Regions from separate parts of the Mus musculus genome. Here all the other regions are linked to region 1. Evidence: chromatin contacts called from public promoter capture Hi-C data. All regions are on one chromosome and are shown on one strand. Each heading gives the region's core, a stretch centred on a gene start, on an enhancer-like site or on the middle of the called end of the contact. The rest is flanking DNA. Distances are from core to core; before and after follow the strand shown.

What was found. Promoter capture Hi-C pulls out the DNA fragments that hold promoters and counts their contacts.
Region 2: a contact with region 1 is called in a promoter capture Hi-C map of liver, with 2.1 times the contacts expected there. The contact joins the promoter of Galnt11 here to the promoter of Kmt2e in region 1. A contact is called at or near these places in 2 of 39 promoter capture datasets (liver and pre-B cells).
Region 3: a contact with region 1 is called in a promoter capture Hi-C map of hippocampal neurons, with 5 times the contacts expected there. The contact joins the enhancer-like site here to the promoter of Kmt2e in region 1. A contact is called at or near these places in 1 of 39 promoter capture datasets (hippocampal neurons) and 6 of 115 datasets of contacts at active chromatin or transcription factors (acute myeloid leukemia, embryonic midbrain, embryonic stem cells and 3 more).
Region 4: a contact with region 1 is called in a promoter capture Hi-C map of pre-B cells, with 3 times the contacts expected there. The contact joins the promoter of Rheb here to the promoter of Kmt2e in region 1. A contact is called at or near these places in 4 of 39 promoter capture datasets (fetal liver, liver and pre-B cells), 2 of 115 datasets of contacts at active chromatin or transcription factors (pancreatic cancer cells and thymic regulatory T cells) and 1 of 9 other capture datasets (liver).
Region 5: a contact with region 1 is called in a promoter capture Hi-C map of pre-B cells, with 3 times the contacts expected there. The contact joins the promoter of Abcf2 here to the promoter of Kmt2e in region 1. A contact is called at or near these places in 3 of 39 promoter capture datasets (the C10 cell line and pre-B cells).

The regions. Positions count from the first base shown.
Region 1 is chr5:23,432,151-23,437,716 of GRCm38.p6, forward strand. It overlaps Kmt2e (lysine (K)-specific methyltransferase 2E), which reads left to right and starts at 2,314. Exons shown (of 26, transcript NM_026984.2): 1 at 2,314-2,633. It overlaps 5031425E22Rik (RIKEN cDNA 5031425E22 gene), which reads right to left and starts at 1,186. Exons shown (of 3, transcript NR_165300.1): 1 at 1,060-1,186.
Region 2 is chr5:25,220,744-25,226,309 of GRCm38.p6, forward strand. It overlaps Galnt11 (polypeptide N-acetylgalactosaminyltransferase 11), which reads left to right and starts at 2,129. Exons shown (of 12, transcript NM_144908.4): 1 at 2,129-2,288.
Region 3 is chr5:21,678,151-21,683,716 of GRCm38.p6, forward strand. Napepld (N-acyl phosphatidylethanolamine phospholipase D) reads right to left here. Exons shown (of 5, transcript NM_178728.6): 2 at 5,006-5,315. The coding sequence starts at 5,299. Among named protein-coding and RNA genes, the nearest start is that of Gm51277, 7.0 kb to the left of the region's middle. Within about 2 kb of position 3,326, at least 46 of the 459 cell types and tissues checked have an H3K27ac peak or open chromatin away from gene starts, as enhancers often do. A contact at or near this core is called in forebrain and hippocampal neurons, where this site is marked.
Region 4 is chr5:24,839,070-24,844,635 of GRCm38.p6, forward strand. Rheb (Ras homolog enriched in brain) reads right to left here and starts at 3,292. Exons shown (of 8, transcript NM_053075.3): 1 at 3,116-3,292. The coding sequence starts at 3,167.
Region 5 is chr5:24,574,018-24,579,583 of GRCm38.p6, forward strand. It overlaps Abcf2 (ATP-binding cassette, sub-family F (GCN20), member 2), which reads right to left and starts at 3,450. Exons shown (of 14, transcript NM_013853.2): 1 at 3,330-3,450; 2 at 2,502-2,710; 3 at 150-362. The coding sequence starts at 2,670.

The DNA of each region.
Region 1 (5,566 bases), core at 1,064-3,563:
AGTCTAGGCTATTAAATAGCAAAACCCATTCGAGCCCTCATTCCCATCCCTAAGTCCCACTAAAAATACGTTTTATGCTATTGCAAATGTGCTTTAAAGACGCAGGATAGAGAGCTTTAACGAATATTTACCAGAAGCATTTGTAATTCCATTTTTTATTTTTAAAAGGACGACAAAATGCAACGTGAAGTATAGAAAATGACCTTTCAGTTTCATACAGAACAAAATACTAAAATTACTAAGAATACTTATATTTGAAAAGGCAACCCTCACCAGTAAGATTACTTAAACTCTCTCACGGGATGTACAGACAGGGAGGGTAATGAACACAAAGAATCTAAGGAGAAGGTTTGACAGGGCCCTTCCGTTCAGACTGTGATGCAGTCCTTAATCGCTGTCTGCCTAGAAACCCTAAGTGTTCCTGGGTGTTATTCACTTGCTTTCAAACTCTGAGAATGCTGTAGTCTTCTATTCAGACCCCCCAAACTTTATGTTTTGTCTGAAATAATCAACACTCCTACCTGTGGTGCCTTCAGAGCCTAACCTGTCCTTGTTACCCATACCAGTGACACTCAGGGCCTCCTAGTTGGCTTACAGGAGGGAACTGCCACCTTACGTAAGCATACTTTGCAAGGAGAAAGGCAGATATAAGAAGGCGTCAAACCTTCTCCTCCACCAGTGGCTGGCACACCCCGAAAGGAGTGTCCTTTCAGGGGCTCCCCCCCCCCCCGCAGCAGTTCTGCTGCGGGGAGTGGGGGAGGGGAAGAGCTTTCAAACAGTCATCTCTTCCTCTTCGGGCAGCCAACGCCGACCGCACCACCATCTCCTCCGCCCAAACCCGGTCCCCTCCCCCGCCCTGCCTGGGTCCCCGCCAAACCCCACAGGAATGCAGCCGGTCACATGCGCTGCGGCGGCGGTGGACGTGCCTCTCCCCCCGCGCCCCAAGGAGACCCAGCGCCATCTTGCCCTGACGCAGTTACAAAAGTCACAGGAGAAATTGCGCCTCCACGGCCGCACCAGCGCCCCAAAGTCTCGCAGAGGCCGAGCCAGGGCCCTCACCTCGCGCAGGGAGAGGAGCAAAAGGTCGGGGAAGAGCCTTGCGACTTCCTTCGGCACTGCTTGGGTTCCACAGAAGACGCGGCGACAACGATCACCGTCATCACTTCTCACTCTCTGCCTTTGCAACAGCCACCCCCGACGACTCTGGCCCCACCCGCTGCTGCAGCATGAGGTCATCGTCAGCCAATCCCTACGCGCCCGACAGAAATCACCAGACGCCGATTGGCTGCCGACACCGCCTCTGCCTCTCCCCACTCCTCTTACGGAGCACCCAAGGTCGTGCTGCGGGCCAAGAAGACGGAAACCGCCATTCCGGGGAAAGGCCCCCAAAGCCAGATCCGTAATCGCTGTGTGATTTTAGTGGAGAACCCTGTTTTGTTCCTTGGCCTCCCCTTTTCGGTTCGAGAAACCAGCTCTGTCCCTCCCTCGTTTAATCACCGCCACACAAACGAACTCCCGCTCCCCGCCCAGCACACTGTCCCGCGGCGGGGAATCCTTCCCCGGTGCTAAGAAGTATAGGAGGCGGCGGCAGCGACTGCACCGGCAGCGGCAACGGCAGCTTTTACCCCATACACGGTGGCAGGGAGGCGGCGCTGACGATGGCTGCAATTTTTTCTGCGGCTTCTCCCCCCGACCTCTTGCGTTTCTCGCTCCTCCATCGAGACAGCGCGGGACTCGCCAGCTCCGCTTTTATCCGGTGCCCGGAGCCTGCGCACTGGAGCCTCCTCAGCCACTAGTGGGCGTCGAGTGACAATCCGACCGGGCTCACCCTGAGCTGGCAGGCCAGGCCGGGGGGAGGGGGCTGCCGGGACTGAGGCTGCTTGGGGGGTAGGAGCAAGTGCATCACCTTAGGAAGTGATGGGAGGGGGGTCGTCCCCGTCCCTGCTGTCATCCTTCTACCCACTAGTAGCATCCTCACGCTCACCTACATCCAGGCTTGAGGGCTACTCGGGGACAACGGGTAAAGAGCCAAGCCCACCAGCTAGCAAGACCTCCCCAACCGTCGGCGGATGGATGAATGCACCTGTTGTGGGAAAGACGGAGTGTCTGGCCAGCTCGCGGCCTCTAGCGTGACGTCTCCACGCCTCGGCGGAGAGGCCGCGTCGGGCCGCAGCCCATAACCAAGATGGCGGCGAGTAGCTTCGTCCCCTCCCCCCTGCCCCTGCGGAGCGGGGCGGGCGGGCCCCGTGCGCTTGCCGCCGCCGCCGCCGCCGCTGCCGCCGCCGCCGCCGCCGTCGCCGCCGCCATTTTCCCAGAGCGAGAAGCAGTGACACTGAGCGGGCGCAGGGGGCCGAGTCGGAGATCGAGCCTGCGTTCGGGAGCGGCAGCAGAGGGGGCATAGACACTCGGAGCAGCCTCAGCGTCTCCTCGTCATTCCTGCCGTGGCCCGCAGTGCCCGACTCTTGGGTTCCCACTGAAGACGCTGCGCGCTGCTGCTTGGGGAGGGGGTGTGGAGTCGGTTCTGCGACCGCAGTGGCTGTCGTCGGGGGTCGACCGAGCGCTGAGGTGTGGAGAACCTCGCCCGGGGTCGAGCCGATAACAGGGTTCGGGTGTCTGGTGTGTGACCATCACAGGTCAGTGCCTGTCGTGTCTGTGGGTGTCGTGGGGTCCACGGTGGGGGGACTTAGGGCTCTAGGGAGAGAGGGTCGCTGTCCTTCGGGAGCCGGGCGTCCACACTGAACCCCAGGCGCCTGTGCTGGGGCCACGTCGCTTGTGGAAATGGAATTTGTCCTTTCTCCTGCCTGTCCCTGGCACTGGGGCATTATGGCGGGTTTTGGGGTTGTGGAAGGGGAAACTGGCAGTTAAACCCCCTTGAGAGTGGGAGTTAGGGAGGGGGCGCCCTCCTCCCTGGTAGCGGATTCAGGCCTCCGGGGTGAGGAAGGAGGCTTGTGACTGGTGTCGGAGAGGTCCCGCGAGCTGCCAGCTCTCCCCTCCTCCAGCTGCATCTTGTTCGGGTGCAGAGAGAAGACGTTTAGGCCCCATTTTCTTCTTCCTGCCCTTGTTCCCTGCCATTCGGTGGCATAATGTTCTCTTAAATGTGAAAGGGGTTAAAAGAACGCCTTGGGCATCTCTCTTTGTAGGAGAGAGACCGCTCCTCATCCTCTCCGGAGAGGGTAAACCCGCCCCTAAGGTGGTCACCCCAGTCAGTACCCAGCCTTCGCAGTCTCCTCCCCCGCTCTTCTTGCCTTACTGCCGTCCTTTACTGTGCCAGAGCCTTAGAATCCACAATATGGCTCATTTCAGGAAAGCTTATTTTGACCGAAGGATTGGCACCGACGCGGTGGCAGCAGACAGAGATGAGAAACAAACGGTTCCCTGTGCTAAACGGGGGAGGAGGGAGAGAAAAAACAATCCTGGGTGCTTGCCTCACTGGCTTTAGTTCCGCCTAGATCCGCCCTATCTAGACTGTCTCTCAAGAATGATCAAATTTAAAGTCAAAGGGAAATCACTGGAGTTAGTTCTAAAGTAAATTTCGGTGTTGCTTATTTTATTCATCCTTTAGAGATGAAGATAATATATATGTGTTTGCAGTTCTGGAGACCTTGGAGAAGAATCAAGTGAGGTGCATTCAGCTCTAGGTTGAAGATAGCAATACCTAATTGGGAAACAGTCTCCCTTTCCCTTTAATTTCTGAGATGGAGAGTAAAAACTGTAATTTCCCTCTTTTGTCCTTTACAGATTCTAAAAATGGCGGCCCCAGGCTGATGTTGTGGTAATCTAATCAGCTCGGGTCCTCCACACCCCATGCAGTGCGTTTGTCTGCAGTGTATTACAAGCGTATTATGTTTACATGAAAAAGATTGGGCTTGCCCCCCCCTCCTCCAAGCCATTTACAAAAATTCGTCAATTTTATTGCAAATTACAGTGTTGTGTTATAGTTGATTAATTTTATTGGGTTTTCCTAAGAGGCAAATAAAACAATACCACTTTTGAAAACAATAAGACATTTGGCCTTGGAAATTTCATGGTCGGGGGGCTTTTAAACATTAAACATTTATTCGATGCAGATAATAGTCTGTGTTGACTTTAAATCGCCCATTTTTAACTAATATGTCAAAGTAAAATGTTTTGTTAAGTAGCCCATTTTGCATGATTGGGAATTTTTACCTTCAGTTAAACATTTCTCACTCAACTCCTAACTAATTTTGTATATTTTGGTTCTTGTATTCTGTTTTGGAGTAAAATTTAGGGAGCTGTACAAACAGACCTAAACCTGTTACTCACTGGATATAAGGATTCTTTTCTTCCTGTTTTTTGTGTTGCCTCTGTTTTCTCCTGTATTTAAAGCTTTAATCATTTCCAGTTGCTTGTATATGTGGTAAGGTGACACTCCGTGCTTTGCTGCCTCTTAAATTTGTCTTATTGCATACTATCATCATTATGTAAGTTAAAAAATAAGGCTTTGGTCTTCATTCCTTCCCCCATGCCCAGTTCCTTATTGGATTGGGGGATTTGTTGTGATAGTCCTTAAATAAAAGCATTTCTTAATAGGGACTTGAATCTGTTTTATGCCATCTTTAAAATCTTGAAGTCTGAGATAGAAAATTAAATGTCAGGTGTCATTCAGCTGTACTTTTAAAAGTGTGACTGGTTTCAGTTTATTTGCATCCTGGGAGGGGTATCTTTTTTCTAAATAGCCAGGTATGAGTGGGCCATTAATGGGTTGACTGATGATTCTGATTGTGTAGCAACTGAAAGATGAGTGCTTTTCAATCCAGAAGTACTTACAAAGGTCGGAGAGCACACACTCGTTCACAAGTCTTTCTCCTCTGTATAAACCTTAGAGCAGGGTTACTGCATATTGTGCTTATATGAACTAGCTGATGTAAGGTACATTCTACTAAATAATTGTGGAAATAATGGGATTAGGTAATTTTACATGCCAGTGAGTTTCATCTTTGAAGAGTAATCAGGTATACAACCTTTGTTAGAATTTTTGAAATATTATATAATAAAATGTTGGTTGGTAGTGGGAGAGTTTGTGTTAGAATTTGGAGTCAAGTATTTACATAAGACTCTGGATTGAGTTGTGAGTCTAAGCCCTAGGTATAGTGGATGGGCTCCATGGTTAAGGTTTGTGCTTTAGAACAAGGTGGGTACTTTTAACTTGATGATTGATATTTGAACTTCCTATCTAGTGCATGAAATTAGTGTTTTATCAATATATGTAGCAAGAAGAAGGTATATTGTCTATATATGCTATGGTTGTCTTTATTGATATTGGTCAGGTCTAGACACAAAATAATTGGCTAACTTGGTTTCACATAAAAAACATCAAGTTAGAAATTTTTAAAAAAAGCCTCCTTTTGGTTTTGTTTGTTTCTCTTTTGTTTTGAATCCTGTAAAATAACTTTTAAGTTATTTTAAAAATAACTTTTTTTAAAGTGTTTGTTGTTATCTTATTTTACTTTATAAACAATGCACCTCCATTAGGTTAGGATGGAAGAGGCAAATCTATTAACAGGTTCTGTGGGTTTTCTGTTCCCAGAGAATTTTGAAGCATTTG
Region 2 (5,566 bases), core at 879-3,378, 1.8 Mb after region 1:
CTTTTATATCCTGTGCCGCTCTTCTTTTCTGCTTCTATTTTCACATCTTTGCCCTCTGTTCTCTAGTCTGTGACCCACAGCTTTCCCAAGGCTTCTTCAATTATGTCCTGCTTTTCTCTAAGAAGCTCTGGGCCCTGCAGGGACTGGGACAGAAGCAGCTAGTCTCCTGCCTGCCGTGTCCACAGACTCCCCAATGCTAGAGAACTTCTCTGGGGTTTGGAGAATGCTATAGAGTTCACCCTAGAGAAGGTGAGTTTAAGAAGGCCAAAGAGGGGTAATTCACAAAATCTACAAAGAAAATTCTGGAAGAAACATACTGAAAGGACGAAAAAGGAGGAAATGCCTGACAGGGATGCCCCCACAGCCCATGCAGGCACAACCTACCTGCTCTCTCATCACTGCAGTGGTGTTTCTTATGGGTTCCTAGCAGGACTGAGCTCGAGGATGCTCACCGCGGTCCTGTATTTTGTAAGCTTCACCCATTTGAGGATCCTAGTAAACTGGCTAAATCTTCACTTCCACTTTGATGGATTTGAAATTACCTAGGAAACATTCCTGTTCTGGGCAGGTCTTTTTTTGTTTTGTTTTGTTTGTTTGTTTTTGAGACAGGGCTAATCTGTGTAGCCTTGGCTGTCCTGTAACTAGCTCTGTAGATCAGGTTGGCCCCAAACTCATATCCACTTGTCTCTGCTGTCCTTCCCAGTGCTGAGATAAAAGGTGTGTGGCAGCACTGCCTTGCTCTGGCCATGTCTTTGTGGTTTCCTGAGAGGTTTAGCTGAGTAAGGAAAACCTACCTGGAATGTGGGTGGCCATGGAGCAGGGATCAAATAAAAAGAAAAAAACAAAACAAAACAAAAAAACAAAACAAACCAGGTTGTAAGATGAGCACCAGCCTCTCTGGGCCTCCTGAGGGTGAAGTGTCACAGGCTACCTTAGACCTCTGCTTGCCATGGCTTACCCACCACAGCAGAGGCTGTACCTCACACTGTGGCCAAAATAAACCCTTAAGTAGTTTCTGTCAGGAACGTTGTCACACATACAGGAACAATAGCAGACACATGGTTATGGCATGACAATGCTTCTGTTCTATTGCCCTCTCGTGAGAGAGTCATCCCTTAAACAACCATGAGTTCCCGTTAAGATGCTGTGTGGACAAGAATGGGAACTATGAAAAATGCTTTCTTTGGCATTGAGCAGCAACTGTTTGACTGAGGGCAATGGCCATGGAAGGACACAGATAAGGGCCATCAGGATTTCAGCCTTAAGGATAGACCTAGGTAACCTCACAGAGCATCCTACAGCCTCACAATACTAGTAAGTATTTGGCAGGGCCACATATGAGTTAATTTTGTGCCACTGTGTTGACAACTTAAAGGGAAAAGAGTTATTTTGGTTCATGGTTACTGAGGGTTTATTGCATGGTTGCTTGGCCATCGCATTTGAGCAGAACATCAGGATGACAGCAGTATATGGGGTAGGTTATTTACTTCATGATGGGCAGGAAGCCAGAAGGAGACTTGGACAATTGGACCAGGTAAGACCCTCGGACATCCCTGATCCTTCTCCCTCTAGATTGACCCCCACCTCCAAAAAGTTTCTACAATCTTTGGCAATTGCACCACCAGCAGGCACCAAGCTCCACATAAGCCCCAGTGGGGCATTTCAAGTCAAAGTCGGTCACCACAGCCAGTTAATGCAGGAGGGAAGTATCCTGGGTTAATGCTAGCTAGAACAATTTATTGGTTCAGGAGATGCTGCTTTCTTAAAAATAAGGGACGCAGAATTTTCTCCTTACATATGTCCCATTGCTCTACCAGACATCACGGATTTAAAAAAAAAAAGTCTTGGCTGAATAGCATGGTGAGATAACAGGATTAATATAGATACCCGTCAATGTAAAGCAGCATTAATGGACCAACTACCAAAACCTTACCATTCTGTTTGATCTGCTAAATTTCCTCACATTCTCTCCAAGAAAAAGTCGTCCCCTCATCTAAGCTTCTCTCTGGAGTGAACTTCACTAAGGCCCTATGGGACAGAGCTCAGCTCCACACTGGGCGGGGAGGAGCCCGGGCCTCGTGACGCCAGGCCGCGGGCGGTGACGTCATCCTCGGAGGCGAGGGCGTGCGTGCGGTGACGCGTGCCGTGACGCGAGGGCTCCGCAAGGCTGCGTGTCGTGGGCCGCGTCGCGCGCCGCGGCTCGTGCGGCTCGGCCCGGGCTGTGGCGGGAGCGGAGATGCCGCAGCCCGTGCCCTGGAGCGCCGCTATCCCGGCCTGCGGGTGTCGCGGTGAGTAGCCGGCCCGCGGCGCTTGACCCCGCGCGGCCTACGTCGGCGCCTGAGCGTGGGCTGCGGCCTGAAGGGACGCGGCTGCTGGAGCAGGCTTGGTGGCCTGGGAGGCCAGAGCTGCTTCCGGATTCAACAGCAGTGATGGGTACTGCGCATGGCCGTTCTCTCGGTGGCCGTAACCTCCAGCCAGTGTTGTGATTTACTAGAAAAAAATACCGATTTTATCTTTATTGCTGTTATTACGGTCAGGATTTAGACCGCGTCGGTACAGGAGGCTGGAAGACAGAAAGGATGCATGTTTCTTTGCAGTATGCTTGTTAAAAAAATTACCTTTTATGGTTTTCGTACACCCCAAACTAGTGCTTTAAATATAAATATAGGAAGACCCGCCACCTGTCTGTCAGATCTTGTCCTTTTACTTTGAGAGCCATCATGTTGGTTGGTTGCTTATCTTCAAACAAAAAATGAGACCCTGGAGACGCTTTCTAGTCCGTGGGCCCAACAAAACAGTTACTTCAAACTTATTTCTTCTTTTATTTGAAATAATGCTTTAAGAAAAACAGGAAGTAAGCCTTTCTTACCCTCAGCATGTGCCTGCCACGGAGCTCTGCAACTGAAATGTCACCATACCGTAGTCTATAGTTTTCATTTGATGGCCCTGGAATCAAATCTCTAACATTTCTGTGCTGTTTCTTGCCAGGTTTCTTAACAATTTTATATTACTATTTTTCTTGTGAAGTATAATTAACATGAAGTTTATTGATTATTTTACTAGTATAGTTGAATGGCATCGGGTACATTCACAGTGTTGTCTTAACAGGCAGTGCCATATATTTCCAAAATCAATCACTCAGGACAGACATTATAACATAGGGCAGGGACTCCTGCTCTTCTTCAGTCTCTCAGTTTACCTGGTTTAGATACTTCATTTGAATTGGAATCCATGGTCTTTCCTTTATCTGTATCTGTTTGAGGCTATTCTTGGTTGTCAACTTGACAACCAAAAATGGCTAGACACAACTGTGAGAGATTTTTGCTGAATTAAATCATTTGAAGTGGGGAGAGCATTTCTAATCTGTATCTTTGAGGTGGGAAGATCCACCTTTAATCTAAGGCCACACCTTCTGCTGGCAGCCTTTACAAAGGCTATGGAATAAGGAAGCCCCCTCTTTGCCTGCTTGCTCTCACCCATACTTGAAAGTCCATATTCCTTCACTGGCATTAGAGCCTGTTTGTATGCTGGATTCCAGTGTATGCTGAAGAACAGCCGAGACTTCCAGCTTTGTGGATGAGCAACTAGATTCTTGGACTTGACATCAGTAGACGGCCATTGTTGGACTTGCGGGAGTACTCTAATAAATCCCCCCTCTCTCTATATGGAGAAATCCATTCTATAATTTCTGTTACTCTAGAGAATCCTGGCAAATAGTTTCTCTGCTTTCTGTCTTTGGAATGTCTATGGAAGGTTTGAATTGCTTAGTTCGTGTTTGAAAAGCACTGACTGCTGAGTCTGATGGCTCCACTTGTCTGGCTTGGTCTCCAGTGACCTTTATGGCCTTTCATATTGCTTGTCAGCACATCTTCTGGATGTACCTTGGAACCCTTCTTCTTTTTTTTTTTTTAATTTTTTACTAGGTATTTAGCTCATTTACATTTCCAATGCTATCCCAAAAGTCCCCCATACCCACCCACTCCCCCTTTTTGGCCCTGGCATTCCCCTCTACTGGGGCATATAAAGTTTGCAAGTCCAACGGGCCTCTTTTTCCAGTGATGGCCGCTTAGGTCATCTTTTGATACATATGCAGCTAAAGACAAGAGCTCCAGGGTACTGGTTAGTTCATAATGTTGTTCCACCTATAGGGTTGCAGATCTCTTTAGCTCCTTGGGTAATTTCTCTAGCTCCTCCATTGGGGGCCCTGTGTTCCATCCTTGGAACCCTTCGGAAGTCTTTTCCTAGGTTCTTCTCCAAAGTTCCCAGTGTCCCAGAGGATCTGTTCAGTATCTGTTCTCTGCACCTGCTCTTCCTTTGTTACGTAAACCTGCTCTGCATTGGTTTCTCTGTAGCTTCAGCTACAGTTCCCGTGTGTCTTAAGTTTCTGTGTGAAGCCTGGGTTCCAATGTGAAGGCATTGCCCTATCTTCAATGTACCAGCTCACCTCTGACCCTTGTTCTGGGTCATCAAGACTTGAAAGCTTGGTGCTATAGCCTCTTCTTCCTTAGGTGACGCCATTCATGCTGACCAGTATAGGTAGTTAGTTGGTCTTTGTTTTACCTTCCCCACTCAGTTTCACAGCCCAAGGTCAAGCCAAGATGGCTTCTCCTTGTGATTGTTGTCATTAACTCCTTGATTCTAAACATTTTCTCCCTCTATCCTAAACCGTTTTGTACACAGCTGTCAGGACTTCTTCCCTAAGCTGGGTAGTAGAATTGCATAAAGACACTAGCTAGCGATTTTCATCCCACTTCCCAATAGGGTCTCACTCTGTAGCCCAGGCTGGCCCGAACTGTTGTCACATTCTTCCTGCTACAGCTTCCCAAGTGCTGGGGTTGTAAATGTGAACTACCAAGTCCAGTTCATTCCTGACACGTTTATTCTTAGTGGCAGAGCTCCAGTCTGTTTTCCTACAATTAAACTTCCACTAGCTTTAAAGCCCTTACAATTCACTGACCTGTAAGTCTTTCAGGTGAGGCTAGGAATATGGCTCAGTGGTTAAGAGGAAGTGGTGTTCTTGCAGAGAAACCTAGTTCAATTCCCAGTACCCATGTTGGTGACTTGACACTGCTTGTGGGTCAGACACCTCTGGACTCTGCAGACCGTGTGTGTGTGTGTGTGTGTGTGTGTGTGTGTGTGTATGTGTATAATTAAAAATAAAAGTAAATCTAAAATAAAAATGTTTGGGTAATCTGCTTCATTTTACCAAATCCCTGAACCTACTCATGATATTTTAAAAGGCTGCTGTGTTATTCAGAGGTCTTCAGAGAGGTGGAGCCAGGGGAATGTGCCCCTATGTACACACATGTGCATACACACAGTTATGTTCAAGAATTCTTAGGGCAATGCAAAATTCATTAGCAGTTCCTTACTGAGAAGGTAGGTGGGACTTTTTTAATGCTAGCATTTTAGGAAGTAAATGTTCATGCAACTTTTTTTTTTTAATTAAGGATTTTGTTTTGTAGTAATTGTAGACTCACGTGCAATTACAAGAAATATGAGAGGGACTATATATGCTTTACTGTGTTTGAAAGACCCCGAGAGGAGCCCCTCGCTCAGGCCTCGG
Region 3 (5,566 bases), core at 2,076-4,575, 1.8 Mb before region 1:
TCCATGCCTGGCACCACTCCCAGCTCTCTGTGCTTCCTGCTTGCAGTTCCAGGTCTGAGCTCTCTGGTGTTCCCACATCTCCACAGGGATGGCACCCTGGGCCCAGATAAACCTTTCCTTTTTTAAGACGCCTGGCTGGTGTTTTGTCACAGCAACAGAACACTAACACACACATCTGTGTGCCCATCTTCCCTCACTACAAAGCAACAGCTTATATTTACAAACGAACTGCCTGGCAGCTTCCTCGGGAAACTCAAACACAACCTACAACTGAGCAGCCAAAAAGAAAGCAAAGCAAAGACTACTTCTTCAGGAAGTCAAGATGGCTGAGTGGGGAAAGTGCCCGCTGCACAAGCATGAAGACCTGAGTTCTGGCCCCCCGCCCCACATCCCCACAAACGCTGACCTCAGCACTAAATGGGCGCAAACAAGGATTCCTGAAGCTCACAGGCCCGCCAGCCTAGCTACGTCTGTGAGCTCCGGGTTCAAGGATAGACTGTCTCAAAAACTAAGATAGAGGGGGATTAAGGAAGATGCCCAATGGCACACACACACACACACACTCACACACACACACACACACACACCAGAAAAGGAAAGAAGGATTTATAAACATTTCATCACAACAGAGTTTGAAAGCGAATGTAGAACAGGAGGGAGGGAGGGAGGGAGGGAGGGAGGGAGGGAGGGAAGGGATTCTTGATTTCTCGAAGCAAACAAAGTTGCTTGTCTAGACCAATATTGTCTTGGTTAACTTTCCTTCATGGAAACTGCAAAAGGGAAAAGAATCCTAATGTTTTGGTTTCCTTGAGGAAAGGGAAAAAGGCCAGGTCAGGTGGTGCTCCACAGAGAGGGCGCTTCTAGTTCCCATTATCTGCTCCCTCGAGCTTCCCAAGGAAAACCACCCACACGCCTGTTTTGACGTAAAGACTGCTTTGATCCCAGGGAGTAGCAGTAAACTGTGGGTTGTTTTGCAGGGAATACAAATCACCCAGTGAGTGGTGATTTGTTGGTGAAAGAAAATATTGGCCGGGTGTGGTGGCGCACGCACGTCTTTAATCCCAGCACTCGGAGGAGAGACAGGTGGATTTCTGAGTTCGAGGCCAGCCTGGTCTACAGAGTGAGTTCCAGGACAGCCAAGGTTATACAGAGAAACCCTGTCTCGAAAAACCAAACAAACAAACAAACAAAAAAAGTACTGCTCTGCTCATCGGAATCCACCCTCGGAGGGGAAGACTTTCACGGAGAACCTTTTATGGTTCAAACAAACAATTTTTTAGACAATTTGCCATTTTAAACATCCAGGACAAACCCTATTATAAGCAACTCTTGGGATCTGTAGTCTTTGGCTGTACTGGAATTTTTTTTCCTGTGTCCAATGTACACAAAGACTACCTAGACATTTTGGAACAAAACAAAGGATGGAATTTTCCAATGAGTAGATAAAGGAATTGCCTGCAGCTGAAGAAAGTATAGAAAGTGTATTTTCAGACTGAAAACACCTGCTAGGGACTGACTACAGGGATGAGTACAAAAGCAAGATGTCCAGGTGAAATTTTAGAAAGTAGGTACCAGCAAGATGTCTGGGTTTGCTCAGTGTTGGAGATTCCAAGCCACCATCAAGTGGCTCTGTTGCTCTGTGCCCATGAGGGGCAGCACAGCATGGTGGGGGATCTACAGCAAGTCCCTTACATTCCTGCCCAAAAATGAAAGAAAGGAGAAAGGAATGAGAGTCCCACTTTTTCCTTCAAGGGCATGCCACCAATGGCCAGGAGACTTCCTACCGCCCCTACCTCTGAGTGCTTCTACCGATTCTCAATAGCATGAGGCCGAAGAATAAACCTTTAACACATGAGCTGTGCAGGTCAAGTAAGATTTAAACCACAGAGGAATGTCTCCCAGGACTGGGAGAGAAAGAAGGCCACACAGTCAGGGAGGAGCATAAAATTGGTTCCCATCTCCCAGAGCCCCACTCTTTTTTACCCAGCCACGCTGGGGCAGCCTGTTTGCCAATTTGACAGCATCCTCCAAGTCATGAAACTCACAAGTCATCTGTTTCCCTCCCCCTAACATGCTGCCTGCCCAGGGTTATTTTTCATTTCCCCTCTGTAGGTGACTATGAATCATAATAACAATCAGACAATGTCACGGAGCCAACAACAACACAAAGCAACAACAGTCTCTGAACAATGTGTGGCCTGTGAGCTGACCGACACACTGCCCTAATGTTCCAGAAGAGACAAACAGACAGACAGACAGACACCCGGAATGGCCCAGGGAAGAAACTCTTTCTCGCCTGACAACTAAACTGTGTATCCTGTTTCTGACCCACTTTCTTTAGAATTATCAATTAGTGTGCACATTAATCATACGTTTCCTTTACAGCACTTTCAGATATGTAGGTAAACAAATGCAATATACTGTAACATGCTATAAATAACATAATATATAATTATCCTATGTAAATATTAATTTCTTTTCCGAGTAGTGACTTAAGGCCATGATCTACTCATAAAATGACCTCCAGAAATCTGATTAAATCTGAGCTGACCTCAGGTCTCGGGCCCTCACCTACTTGTCCTGCTATTGTTTCTGTCTGGGGATTTGGGATCTGTCACTGCCCTGGGGAAATGCTCTTCCTCTCAGCATGGTTTTTTTTAATGTGTTTAAACACAAAGTTACAGTTTTCCCAGAAGTAAGGGAAGCCAGCATGCATCTCATCTAACTCTAGGCTTTCACAGAAGACAAGGAAGAGGACAGACAAGATGCCATCGGTGAGGCACACACTGGAGTAGTGCAAAGGTGTTTTCTTTCAGATTATACCGAATTCATTCTTAAGTGGCATATTCAAAGATATGAGTCCCTTTGGTATCTTTTTAATACACTGAAGAATGCAGCCATACATAGCCCTCCCTCTCACATCTCTGCTGACTCACCACTCCTCTGGTGTTTTAATACACACACAGCTGGCTGACTTAGTCTATTCATGTTTTAGCACATAACAGAGTGTGCCCGGCACACAACACATGCTCAGTAAATACCAGCTAACTAACCGAGTGAACGGAGAGACTTGCGGCCCTAAGATCCACACCAGTGCAGCCAGGGGCAGTGCTCCTCTATGGCTTTTCTTGGGTTTCCAGGAGGGACAAATATTTCCTTAAGACCCACTGGCCTGGTAGGTCCTCAGAGTCAATCCAATTTCTAGAATCTCTCAAACCTGAAGAACTACAACTGTACGTTCATGCAGCCACTGACTCTTCCAAATGAAACAGCCAGCACTGAACCTCTCACTGACAACCTCTATTTTTAGAAGCTGTGGTTCAGAACAAGGAAGAGATTCACACCAACAAAAACCACACAACTCACCATCCTGACCTTACACCCTAAGCCCTCTCCTCCCAGGTTGAATGTTTCTTCTCAGATGGAGTTCATCAAGGGGGATGGCGAGGGGGGAGGCCAGGTGAGAGGGTACACACCTGTAAACCCAGCAGTCAGGGGCTGAGGCTGGCAGATCACAAGATCAAGGCTAGTGTGGGCTATCAGTAAGTTCCAGTAAGTACCAGTAAGTTCCAGTAAGCACCAGTACGCTCCAGTACGCTCCGGTAAATTACATAGGAAGCTGAGTCTCAAAAACAAAAACAAACATGACAGTTTCCTTGTCCCTTTGCCTCATCCTAAAAAGCTCTGAATATAAATGTTTATCTATTAATCTCTAGCCTAATTCAGAAGGATCTTAAAAAAATATCGAGGCCAGGCATGGTGGTACACTCCTCATGGCACTTGATAATTTTACAAGTTTGAAGCCAGCCTGGGCTACAGATCAAAACCCCGTCTCAATCAACAAAAGCAATTTATCGGGCCCCAGGTTTAATCTGCAGCACAGCAAATATATGCATATATGTGTTTGTATACATGCATATCTATATATAGAGAGAGATATAGATATACCATATAAAGATGACTATGAATATTTCTAGCATGGAAGTGATAGAAGATTTCTTTTTTTCCCATCTCTCCCCGCTTCTAGTCCCCTTTTCTTGAGCCTTTCTGTATAGCCCTGGCTGTCCTGGTACTTACTATGTAGATCAGGCTGGCCTTGAATTCATAGATCCACCTGCCTCTGCCTCCTAAATGCTGGGATTAATGGTGTGCACCACTATTCCTGGCACCATATAAGATTTCCAATCCTATATCCTTTAAAAAAAGACAAGCAACATTTATCAAACAGATCTAATGCCAGAATCCACCTCCGCTGGCACAGTCCCCTTACCTCTTCCCACTGTAGATCAAAGCCTTCAGGAGTGCCCCTAACTCCCCAAAGGGTAGGCAGGATCAGAGTTAAAGAAAGATGTCAGGAAGTACAGGGGGAAACTAAGGAAGATTTGAAGGAAAGAAGATGCCCCTGTAATGGGAACGGTCACCCTCTCATGCACCCCTGCCAAAGCCTACCTTATGCTAAAAGGGGACAAATGACACCATAGCAAAGCTACTGTCCTTAAAGGCTAACAGACAGTCAGCCTTCACAGCTCTGCAAAGGACATCAAAAGATTTTTTTTATAGCAGCATCGGCCAAGTACAAGTATTAAAGGCACACTCTAGGTCATGGCTTACTTTGCAAGATCCATCCAAACTTCTACTTTCTAAAATGCATCATGCATTTTCTCATCTTCATCTGGAAAACCTCTGCAAAACAGTTTTCTAGGACCACCACACATACTCCAACCCTACCAGTCAGATCTGACCACTCCACCCCTCTGTTTCTAAAACACTTTACCCCAGCCTCTGGCTACAGACTGGAAAGATTGTTTACACATTCTGTGCTACTGCCCAGGACCCGCAGGGTGTGGTCATAGGACCCATTTGTTTCTTCAAAACTTACAACTATGTCTCATCACACAGAAACACCACAAATCACTAAGTAGAGGCCCATACCTCCCAGACAAACTAAGTCATGTATATGTACACAAAGCACACAGCCATTCCACACCAGCCACGTGCTGCCCACCTCTTTGGAACCTGGAACGCCGCTGTGATTCTTCTCCATTATCAGCCATCTGAGCACATTCGGGATGGAGATGTTTTTCCATGTTGGCCATGGGTTAACAAATCTCCCGTCTTTTCCTTTCTTTGATTTAGTTACGTCCTCCTCTAGTCTGTAATCCAGCTTGAAGCTTTTCCTGGAGAACCTAGAAGACACACTTCCTCCTGAATTCTGCACTGAATTCTGGCGCTTTCTCAGTGTTTCTTTTGGATACTGATAGCTTGGCGCTGGAGACTGGCTGTCCTCATACTCATCCATGTCCCTCGGCGAGAAGCTTTGAAAAGCAAAAGGAAGAAGGAAAGGGGACATTACCAAGTTTAACAAAATCAACAAAACATATTAGAAAGCACCATTCTCAGCCAATGGTATTTCCCCAACCATATGAGAGCATTTATTATGTCTGTATTGATTCAAAACTTCTGGCTGCAAAACAGGATTTTAAGATCCAGTATTTCTGCTTGCTAGAAAGAAAAGTGTTCGCCTTCCCTATCGTATCGACCTGCCAGCCAAGCCTTTCAAAAGTCC
Region 4 (5,566 bases), core at 2,042-4,541, 1.4 Mb after region 1:
CAGGTGGCTAGTAAGCCCCAGTTCTCCAGTCTGTCCCCACCACCACACTGTCTTGTACAACTTCACATGGGTTCTGGGGACTGGAACTCAGGTCCTCACAGTTAAACAGAAAGTACCCTACTCACTAAGCTATCATCCTATCCCTCACCACATTTCTCAAACAAATTATGTTAGAAAAGGACAGATAATTGATTGGTTCAGAATCCAATGTGATTATGTTCTACGGGGACAGATAATTGAATGGGTCAGAATCCATTGTGATTATATTCTACGGGGAACAGTCAATCACGTCAGGTACCAACCTTTCCCTAGGAAGAATCCAACAGCATCAGCTGTGTTCTGACAAGGTCTAACTCATCTACTCTTTTTCGAGACAGGGTTTCTCTGTGTAGCCCTGGCTGTCCTCGAACTCAGAAATCCACTTGCCTCTGCCTCCCAAGTGCTGGGATTAAAGGTGTGCACCACCATGCCCGGCTGACTCATCTACTCTTGCTGAACTGCCACTCACCAAACCACAACCATTTCATTTTATAAACTTCCACATCCCTGTGATCTCGTCCCTCTTAGCAATACAAGGAATACACACAACAAATAAGCTTTTGGAAAGATGATCTAATGACAAACTAGATTACCAACACTCTGGAAGATATTCCAGAGAGACTACCAGACGCAAGACAGTTTACTTTTTTGACAGTTTTGACTGGAGGAGTCCTCACTAAGGACTCAGCTGTAGTAACAACAACGCACCATGAGGAAACTGCTACATATGGCCACCACCAAAATTAACAAAAAGGACCTCCATAAAAGCCAGACTGAATTACAGGTGACATGTCCATAAAACTTCCCTACTGCAAGTATCAGGAAAATACTGCAGAAGGAAATTTTACTGACTTGAAAGCCTAATAATGAAAAAAAAAATTACATTTCAGTTTTTGCTGAAGGCAAACTTAAAAGTCTGTGGCATCATCAAGTAACAATGCCCAGCAGTCTAGTCAGAACAGAAAACAGCATTTACGCAAGAAAACAGTAAAAAAGGACATGGCTGCCAATCCCCACCACACCACATCTAGAAACAGTGAAATTTCTATAGTCTGCCACCACACACATCTCTAAGTTCTAATAAGTGGTCAATTCCCAGAAGAGTGGCTAGTACATGCTGAAAAGACCAACTACTCCTCTACAAAGAATCCAGAAACTAGAAAATATGTCCTTCATATGAAAGCAAACTAAAGTTAAATGCAACATTAGCAATAATGTAGTATCTTACTTTAGGCATTACACTTGAAAACAAGTATAGAGAATACAGGCTGCAACACACCAAGGGCATTGCATACAGGTCTACAATCCTGTGTTCCTCCCCGGGCTAGCACTACACTTACAACCAGCAGCCCAGAGTGAATGTTTGTGAGAAGGATAGGAGTAGCCAGACACATCTATCCTGGCTCTAGTGGGGCTTTCCCAGGAAAACCAGTCTAGGCTATACAGTGAGTCGAGGACTACCCGGGTTACATAAGACCTTGCCTAAAAAAATCAGGATGGTTTTCTATTGACAGAAGTTCTTAGCAAAGGAGACATAACACTACACTTATTTAAACCCATTGCCATTTCAAAAATTACAATAAAATCCAGACTGGTAGAATATTCTCTTGCATTGAAAACAGGTAACCCTGATACTTGTGACTTATTTATGCCTTGCATTCAAGATTACTATCTTCAATTAGTTATCTGATTAGAGGGTACTCAATCAACAGCCAAGTTACATCATGGTCTCATTCTCCAAATTTGGAGGGAATTCAGAAAACAGTATGGTGACTCAGACAACCAACACTGGTTACATCAGGAGTTCTATCTTGGTGTGAATGGATTCACCGTAATTTTGTGCCTGTTAACTCTAGGGTTGCAATTGTTAAAGCAGTCACCTACTCTTTCCTACTATGAACACCTCAGCACTGCACTATGCACGTGTCACCTTTCCACTCTAGGCACTCCCATCTGTCACACTGTCTCCGATCTTCCATTCCCTTCCTAAGGAGTTTCTCCAGTTCTTGAGGAGAGAAGGTGAAAAGTAAGCAGGCCCTGACTGATCTTGGTCAAAGAGCACAGAGCCGGGCACCAGCAGTGGAAAGCAGGGTGAGAACGCAGAATGAACCGCCTAGCAGGAGCCCATCCAGTGGGGAAGGTGTTCTACTGCCAGACTCTCCACTCCTCAGTGGTCCCTGTCAAACGCACATTTTCTGGAGACAGTTACATCTTTCAAACAGCACTAAAGATGAACGTGACAGTCCCCTGTTCCGGTCGGTCAAAAACAATAAAGCCTCACCCTGCAGCGTGGTTAAGTTCAAATGTCCTGTATCACACGATGGACTGAATACTACTGTCTGGACACCGCGTTCCCTCCCCACCCCACCCAGGACCACCTCTATTCGGCAAAAAGGTGATTACTAGGAACAACTTTAAATGTATGTCAATCGCTTGGTGGTGGTGTTAGGAAAACAAACGGGCTTTTGAATTACTTTAACAGCCTGGTTCCAAGTGCCTGGCCTTGTTTCTCCTCAAAGGGGAAAAGAAAAATAGGACACATTAGAGACGTCTTTCTCCTCTTCCCTGTGCTGGCTGCCAGATGCTACCTAGCTGGCCTGTGAGGGGTCCAGTCTAGGTTTCTTGGAGGCGGAAAACTTGGTAGCCAAACGTCTTGAAGTTTCCCTGTTTTCTTTAAAAGGCTTAACTTCTTTGCAGATGGAAAGGTCACAAGGAGAGGTTTCCTTTGTTGAAATGCCCGGGGCTTGTGGGATTGGGGAAACGGGTGGGGACAGACCGTGCTTAGAGAAGGCGGGACAGATGCGGGGATCCGACTAGGCTGCTCCGGGCCGCAAGACTCCCGGGCAGTGGCCCGCGGCTCCTACGCCGAGGGAAGGACGCGGCCGCCTCGGCCTGCCGCCCCGCCACCTGTCCGCCGCGCCTGGGGACAGGGGAAGGCGCCGCCGCCTCCACTCAAAATGGAGGTTATGAAACGCGCGCCGCCCGCCCGCCCGCCACATGGCCGCGCCGCCACAAACTTCGCAGGCGCGTCCGCGTCCTGGGGCTCAGCCCCGACATCGCCCGGGCCGCCACTCACCCACAGACCGGTAGCCCAGGATGGCGATCTTCCGGGACTTGGACTGAGGCATCTTGGTGGCCTGCTCAGCCCCGACCCAACCACATTAACCGCGGCGGCGGCGGCTCCTCCGGCTCAGACTATCGGCGGCGGCTGCGCCGGGAGAACGCGGCATACAGAGCACGGCGGCGGGCGCGGCTGCCTCTCGCTCGCTCGCTCGCTCGCTCCTTCTCTAGCTCGCTCAACCGCCCGGAACCGAACGCGCGGGCCCTCCCCCAACAACACACCCACGTGACCGCGCGCGGCCCCGTCTGCGCCGCCTCCCGCCGCCGCCTCCCAGCCCGGAACGCGCGGGGGAGCGTCGGGGAAACGTTTTACTTTAAAGGGAAAAAGCGGAGACGCCCCAAAGCCCCCGGAAAAGTCACGACCGAAACTCGCTGCGTCATGACCCTCCCACCTACTTCCGCCGCTTTTTAATTACGACAATCCTGCCCGAGCTCTGACTGGACGGCTCCCAGACTGCCGCGCGATGACGCAATGGAAACTCCGTCTTCTATTGGGGATTGGAAGGGTGGAGCCAAGGAGAGGTGCCGCTCAGCGGGGAGCTAAAAATAAATTCTGTCTGCTTTTGCTCGGCGGGGCGCCTGCGTGGTCCAAAAGCGTGGCCCTACCGGCGGGTGGGCGGGCGGGCAGGCAACTCCTCAGTGATTGGCTAATGTGGGTGCGGGGGCGGAACCAGAGGCGTGAAGCACGGTGATTGGTGAAGTGCTGAGCCGTTGGCCGACTTGCGCCTGCCGGCCCTTAAAAGGAGCGAGGCGCGTGGCCCTAGCTGACGGACTGTAGGTTGGCTGACACCTCGCTTCGCACTTGTCTATACTTCAAATTACCGTCCTGCTATGTTAGCTTTAGTCTGGGCTTAACGTGGGTGGTGACTAAGCTTTATTCGTGGCTGAGGAACTGTGGGAAGAATGAAATCTGTGCAGCTCGCAAATGTCAGAAATTCCATTAAAAGCAGCGCGAGCTGACCAGTCCTGGTGCCGACTCGGGCAACACGCCGGGTGGCACGCACCTCGCACAGACAGGCGCGCGCGTGGGAGTCCTGCAGCCAGATCAGTGCGTCTTTTCATACTGAACACTCGAGAGGTTATTTCTGGAGAAACGTGAAAGTCAGCCATTGTCAAAAACGCCGAGGAAAAGGAGGAGGCTTAGCTGTCTGGTGTGGGCGGGCCATGCCTGAAAAGGGAAGGCTGTCATATTTTCTACAACAGTCGTACAGGCAGAAAGCTCTTGTTTCCAGAGAACTAGAGGAGTTGAGATATCCTCATATTGAAGAACAGGGTGGAAAGCTAGACCCTAGGCCTAGTTCATCGAAGTCCAAACTAAAGGCTAGGCCTGGAAATAAAGGTGCCAAGAGAGAACAGCACACTTGTCCTTAATTTTTTGCCCTTCACAATAGACTTATTTTTATAGGGTCTCACGTAGTCCAGGCTGGCCTGGAATTCTTAGAGATCCACCTGTCACTGCCTCCGAGGTGCTGGGATTAAGTGCTGTTCTGCTACCTTGATCTTTCAATTCTCTTTTCTCTGTCCAAATGCTAGGATTACCGACTTCCAAACCATGTTTATTCGGTGCTTGGGATTGGACCCAAGATGAACTCAAGTTCTCAGAGAACTGAGCCATAACTGCCTTCCCCTTTGAACTATCTTAAGTATTTTAAAACAGACTCAGGTTAAACGTATATTCAGCAGATGCCCCAATCCACCAGTGTTCTTGAGCTCGTAGCACTTTAGTCCGTGGTAATGTAGCTAGCATAAGGTTACCTTGCAGTGGGGTGGGAGGTTCAGCAAGTTGCATCAACCAGTAAAACCACTTGCTACACAAACCTCACAACCTGACTTTGATCAGTGTATACCAAAGTGGAAAAAGAACTGACTCGTGGTTGTTCTTTGGCCTCTATATCCGTTCTAGTTTATGAACACATCTGCACACTATTACTGCTGCTGCTGCTGCTGCTGCTGCTACTACTACTACTATTACTACTACTACTACTAAATAGAACAGGATACAAACAACATGCTATGCATAATTGAAATCTATATTCCTGTTGGGTGTCTTTGTATCGTGTTCTGATATCTACTCAAAAATATCCCTCTTTGAGTTCTTTCAAAAAGTTTAACAATATTGCTTTAGGCTAGGAATATTAGTAATCAGAGAAGTAGTTATAAAGTTCAAAAATGTTCTAGTTGCTGACTTAAAGTTCTTAGATGTCAGATTGGAGAATTTAGAAGATTCTATTATTCCAGTGTGGATTGAATTCACTTTCAACGATGGTTCAGGGGCCTGGAGAGATGTCGCAGTGGTTAAGAGCACATACTGCTCTTGCAGAGGACAGACTTTGGTTTCCAGCACCCACATAATGGCTGATAACCAGCTATACCTCCCGTTCCAGGGGATATGAACCCACTTCCGGCC
Region 5 (5,566 bases), core at 2,200-4,699, 1.1 Mb after region 1:
CACACAGCTGTGTCATAAGCCCCATGTCTCCAGCATGTCTGGTCCCCCACTCATGGGATAAAGTTCTTGCTTTGTTAGTGCTAAACACATAGTGAGTAACAGGCAAACCAAGAAAGAAACCTCCTCCACCTGACCCCCAAGGGCCTCACCAATTCCATTTAAGCCAATGAGGCCATAGCGCCGGCCTGAGTTTAATTCCAGTTTGGTGTCGCTGAGCAGCTCTTGACCATGAAAGGTAAGGGAGAGGTTGATAATGTGGACATCAGTACTGTTGGGGTGAGAAGCCAGGACACCGGTGACAGCTCGAGCAGCAGCTTTCTTCATCTCAAAGTCCTCCAGCTCCTTGGTCAGCAAATCTACTTCTGGGGCAAAAGTGGAATTTGGGAAGGGTCAGTCAGACAGACTCAGATCTGGGACCAATAGGCAAACTCCACAGGACCTGAGCTCAGGTCATGCGAAGCAGATTCAGAGTTCGGAGGGCTTTACACAGTGCCATGACACAGACTAGCCTGACACCCTGCTTTCACAGACAGGCTTTTCTCAGCAGCCCTTTTGAGTCTATGCTCTCTCCTACCACTTCACTTTCCTCCACTGTTTCCCCCTTCACCATCTTCCATAGCTCTGGCCATGGATAAAGCTTCCCCATGGCCTAACTTGATCACACTAGCTGCCTTCTAGAATCTTATTTTGGGGACAATTCCTACCACTTGACATTTCTTCATCTGTTTAGTGCATCTATGGTGACTCTCTCTCTCTTTCCCTCCCTTTCTCTCTCTCTCTCTCTCTCTCTCTCTCTCACACACACACACACACACACACACACACACACCTCAAAACACAGTCCCTCAAATAAGAATCAACAGCTGCAATGACTAAAGTAGACATAAGTAACACTGCAAAATGACATGGGATAGCAAATGGGAACACAATCATGTGTGTAAACCTCAAGTTTGCACAAGAACTTAACGTGTAAAAGGACAATACCATGTGTGGTAAGATTCAAAGGGCAGTGAGCAGTCTACATGCAGCAGAAGGACTGTGCAGCTTTCCTGGGCAGTGAAGACAGGGTTAGACTGGGATGGTTGTTATCATACACTGCAATGTTTGCCCATGTCACAGTTAACTTAGCTGTCAACTTCACATAAACCTGGCAAGAGGAACCTCAACAGAAGAACTGCCTCATCAGGCTGGCCAATGACCATGTCTAGGGCATTTTCTTAATTTCTAATGAATGCAGAGGGTCCAGTGTAGGCAGTGAAGTCTTTAGCTGAGTGGGTCTGTGCTACATAAGCAAGCTAGTTGATGCCTGGTGTAGTGGCCCATGCCTTTAATTCCAGCACTCCAGAGGAAGAAGCAGGAGAATTTCTGAGTTCAAGGCCAGCTGGTCTACAAAGCAAGTTCCAGGACAGCCAGGGTGGTTACAGAGAAACTGTCTTGAAAAACAAAACAAAAGTCCTTGCCTGACTTCCCTCAAAAATGGACCTGGGAAGCTGGGTAGTGGTGGTGGCGCACGCCTTTAATCCCAGCACTCGGGAGGCAGAGGCAGGTGGATTTCTGAGTTTGAGGCCATCCTGGTCTACAAAGTGAGTTCCAGGACAGCCAGGGCTGTCTCGAAAAAAAAAAACAAAAACAACAAAAAAAGGACCTGGGAATATAAGAAGAAATGAACTTTTTCCTCTCAAGTTAATTTTAGTCAGAGTGTTCTGTCAGAGCAAGAGAGAAAGAAATAATAAAATAAATTTTCTGAGAGCAAACTATGTTTACAGTGTGAGTGAGTAGCTTATTTAATATGGAAAAATGCTACAATAAATCCCCTAAACCTAAGTAACAAAACCATAAATATATTATCAGAAAAATTACATGAAGATATATAACAATATGTTACACATTACTCATTGGTATAATCACTATCCCTGTGACATTAAGAGTACCATATGAGCCAGGGATGGTGGCTCACACCTTTAATCCCGGCAGCTAGGAGGCAGGGGCAGGTGGATCTCTCTATGATTTCAAGCAAGTCTAGTCTACAGAGTTCCAGGACAGCCAGGGTTACACAGAGAAACCCTTCTATCTCCAAACATCTGCCTCCCCCCCCAGAAAAGACAGCACCATATGGTAGAGCCTGTATACTCACCACCATAGGTAGGAAGAAAAACAGGAAATAGTACAAGTTGCCTTCCCTTTTATTGTCTACTGCAGCACCAACCAAGGTAGATCAAAAACTCCCATCTGTGTTTGCCACTTGAATTCAGTTTCCTTCATCAGTAACAAGTTTTAACTCTATGGGTGTGGGTGTCACCAAAAAGTTTCATGGCATATAAAGACATGTGTCTGTGGGTGCTTTACTCTGTTTAAAAAGATGGGGATGTGAGGACAGCCTGGCCTCAAACCTTCATCTTTTTACCTTAGCCTCCCAAATGCTGGAATTAAAGGCCTATGCATCTGCATCCAGATTCTGATCTTGGCTTCGAAAACCAGCTCAGGAAACTCACCCAACCTACCTCCATCTCCTGTGGTCTCTCTGCCATTGGCCTCCTCGATTTTCTCTTCTGCCACCTGAGGTTCTGTGACAGCATCTCCATTTTCTTCATGTCCCTTTCTGGGTCGCTGTCGGGCTTTGGCAGCCTCCTTCTTTTTGGCTGCCTTCTTCTTGGCCAGGTCGGAAGGCATGGTGATGAGCCACAGGGGTAGTTACAGTCCTTTCAGGAGTCTGAAGAAAAGCAAACAGATACTCCAAAATTCTAAACTTACAGGTAAGAATGTCTGAGTGCTATCCCATCCCTCCTTGGAATTTTCCTATCAAGCCTGTGGTGCCCAACTCTTGTCCCCGCCAACTTTGTCCGGGCTTCTCACACTCTCTCGACCGCTCCTCCAGCCTCATCTCCTCCCTTGGGGTTCGCGCGCCAATCCCCACCGCCGGCTTCACTCGGATGCGCTCTTCCCCCAGGGCCTTAGTGAGGGACCGCTCTGCCCCTCGTCTCCAGTTTCCGAACTTGGCGCTCGCGCACCTCTGCCAGCCGCCTCCTTTTCGGTTCTTCGCCAGGAGTTCGTCCCGGACCTCCCTTCCGTCCCTCTCATCCACCCCACCGACTGCGGCGCGGTTTCTCTCCCGGAACCACGAGTCCTCCCCAGCGGGTCCCTAAGGGTCTCTGCGCTCGCTGCCCCTAACCTCCCCCACACCCCGCTCGCCGGCGTCTCTGCCTGGGCCAGTTCTTTTCCCTTTCGGCCCTTTCCATTCCGACCCTGAGCTCCCTTCCGCTTCTCCTCCCGCTTCCTGCTCACGGGTCCACACTCTCCTCCCCTCCGGCGCCCCTTCCCCCTCAACTCACGGGGCCTCGCCGCTCGGCCTCTGTCGCAACAGAGCTGCTCCTTGAGCTCCTCCGCGTGCGGCCGGCTCCCCAACCAATCACGGCCCCGGGCGGCCCTTGGCGCGCTGCCGCGAGGGCTTCTGGAAAATGTAGTTCTCAAATCGTAAGAACTTAGGGCGGGACTCTCCTCCGGAACTACCACGATTCCCAGGTGTTGCGCCGTTCTAGTGACGGCATCAGAACGCGCGATGATTCTGGTTGGGGGAGGATTAGAGTCCAAGAGGCCCGTCCTACCAAGCCGGTTTGAAGAACTGAAAACTGCAAATCCCAGATTGCTCCTCGGAGAGGTGGGCTGGTCTCCCAAAGGATACCCCACCCCTAGCAGATAAATTTACCAGGCTGCTCTACTGGTTTAACCAGCAGGAAGTGCGACTAAGCTTCCCGGCCAGCGTCCTAAGAGTGCGAGACCAAACAATGAGAGAAGAGAGTTAGAAGGTGGAGGGGAAAGAAGAGCGAGTTGCTGCTGGGCAGGTGGCTCTGAAAGTGAGGTAACCCTTTGTAGACCACGCCAACAGAACTCTGTTCGAGAAAGGCATCCTCGTCTCATGGAACCGAAATTGAGAGCCTCGTCCATCGCTAACGAAACTTTTTGAAAGTGCCAGACGCTGTGCTGAACCTTGGTATCTTAGTCAAGAGTTTCTGGGTTCCACCAGAGCCATGCGAATGTGGTGGAAAAATCTAAAGTATAGGACCACTTTGCTGAGTTTAGCTCTATGGACACTTAGTTGTGACTTGTTTCATTTCCTTTGAGTCTCACTGTCTAAAATCTAAAGCAGACTTAGTGTTAGGAACATTATAAACTAGATCTGTAGCCTCATACACAAAACAACTCTACGACCCTTGCTTGCTACCTGTCCAGGGTCCTGTCCACTGGTGTGTCATCACTGATGACACAGAAGGAAGCAAACTTAGTGCCCCTGAGTGCATTCTCAGAAAGTGACCCCCTTTTCCTCTAAGGTCACCATGTTGCCAAGCTAAATAGAAATTAGGCGTGAAGATCATTGAGGGTGGACATCACAAGTAGCTTCAGAGCCTGCCCCCTGTGTCTTTGGCAGCACACTAATTTTAAGATGAAAACGGGCTAAAGAGATGGCTCAGCAGTTAAGAGCACTGACTGCTCTACTAGAGATCCTGAGTTCAATTCCCAGCAACCACATGGTGGCTCACAACCATCTGTAATGAGATCTGATGCCCTCTTCTGGTGTGTCTGAAGACAGCTACAGTGTACTCATACACATAGATAAATAAATGAAAGAAAAGGGAGGAAGGTAAAAGGAGGCTTTGTAACACACACACACACACACAGCTTTAAAAAAAAAAAAAAAGAAAAAAGAAAAGAAAAAGGAAATCCAAATGGGCCTGCCAATCGCCTAAACAGGAAACTGCGGCTGCTAAGGAAGTTGTCTGTTTCAGAAACGAAGCACTAGTATAAAACCCATGTGACCATTGTCCATTCCCACCAATGAGAAACATTTTCTTGGTCCATTGTCCACCTCTGCCTTTGAGGGTGTCCTCATTTTACTCTATGGTAAACTCTGTCTTCATTACTCAGTGCCTCATTGGAATTTATTCAACAGAGATGGCAATGACTGGAAAGCCTAAGGGAGTCTGAATAAGATCCCTGTAAGACACAAAACACTAATCTCACCTCTCTCCCCCAACAGTAGAAGCAGTTCTCCTCTGCTAGAATTTAGAGTTCAGAGTTAAGCCATTTAAATACCACTGACCATGTTCCTAGAATAACCTCCACCAGTTGAGTAGTTCTATTGATATTTCACACAATTGACATGAGCATACACAGATTACAAAGTAGCAAGGAACTTTATTCAAAGGCCAAGTAATATCACAGATGAGAAATGCAGTCAGTCTTGACCACAGGGCACATGAGTGAGTGTCCTCGAGTCTGATGCTTCATTTCATGAAGTCTAAGGAAAAGAGAGGCTGCTTACTACAGAGGGTAATACGAGTGGTTCTCTATTGTAACAGACAGATTTGACTTACATAAGCTTTTGCTCACTACATGCGTCCTGTCCCATGATGCATTCAATCTTTAAAATTGTACTTAATTATTATTATTATTAATTATTGCTATACCACTTGCACATTGATGTCAGACAATAGCAATTTATTGAATTGATTCTGTCCTTCAATCAGGATCAAACTCGGGTAATCAAGCTTTGTTGGCAAGAGTTTTGTTG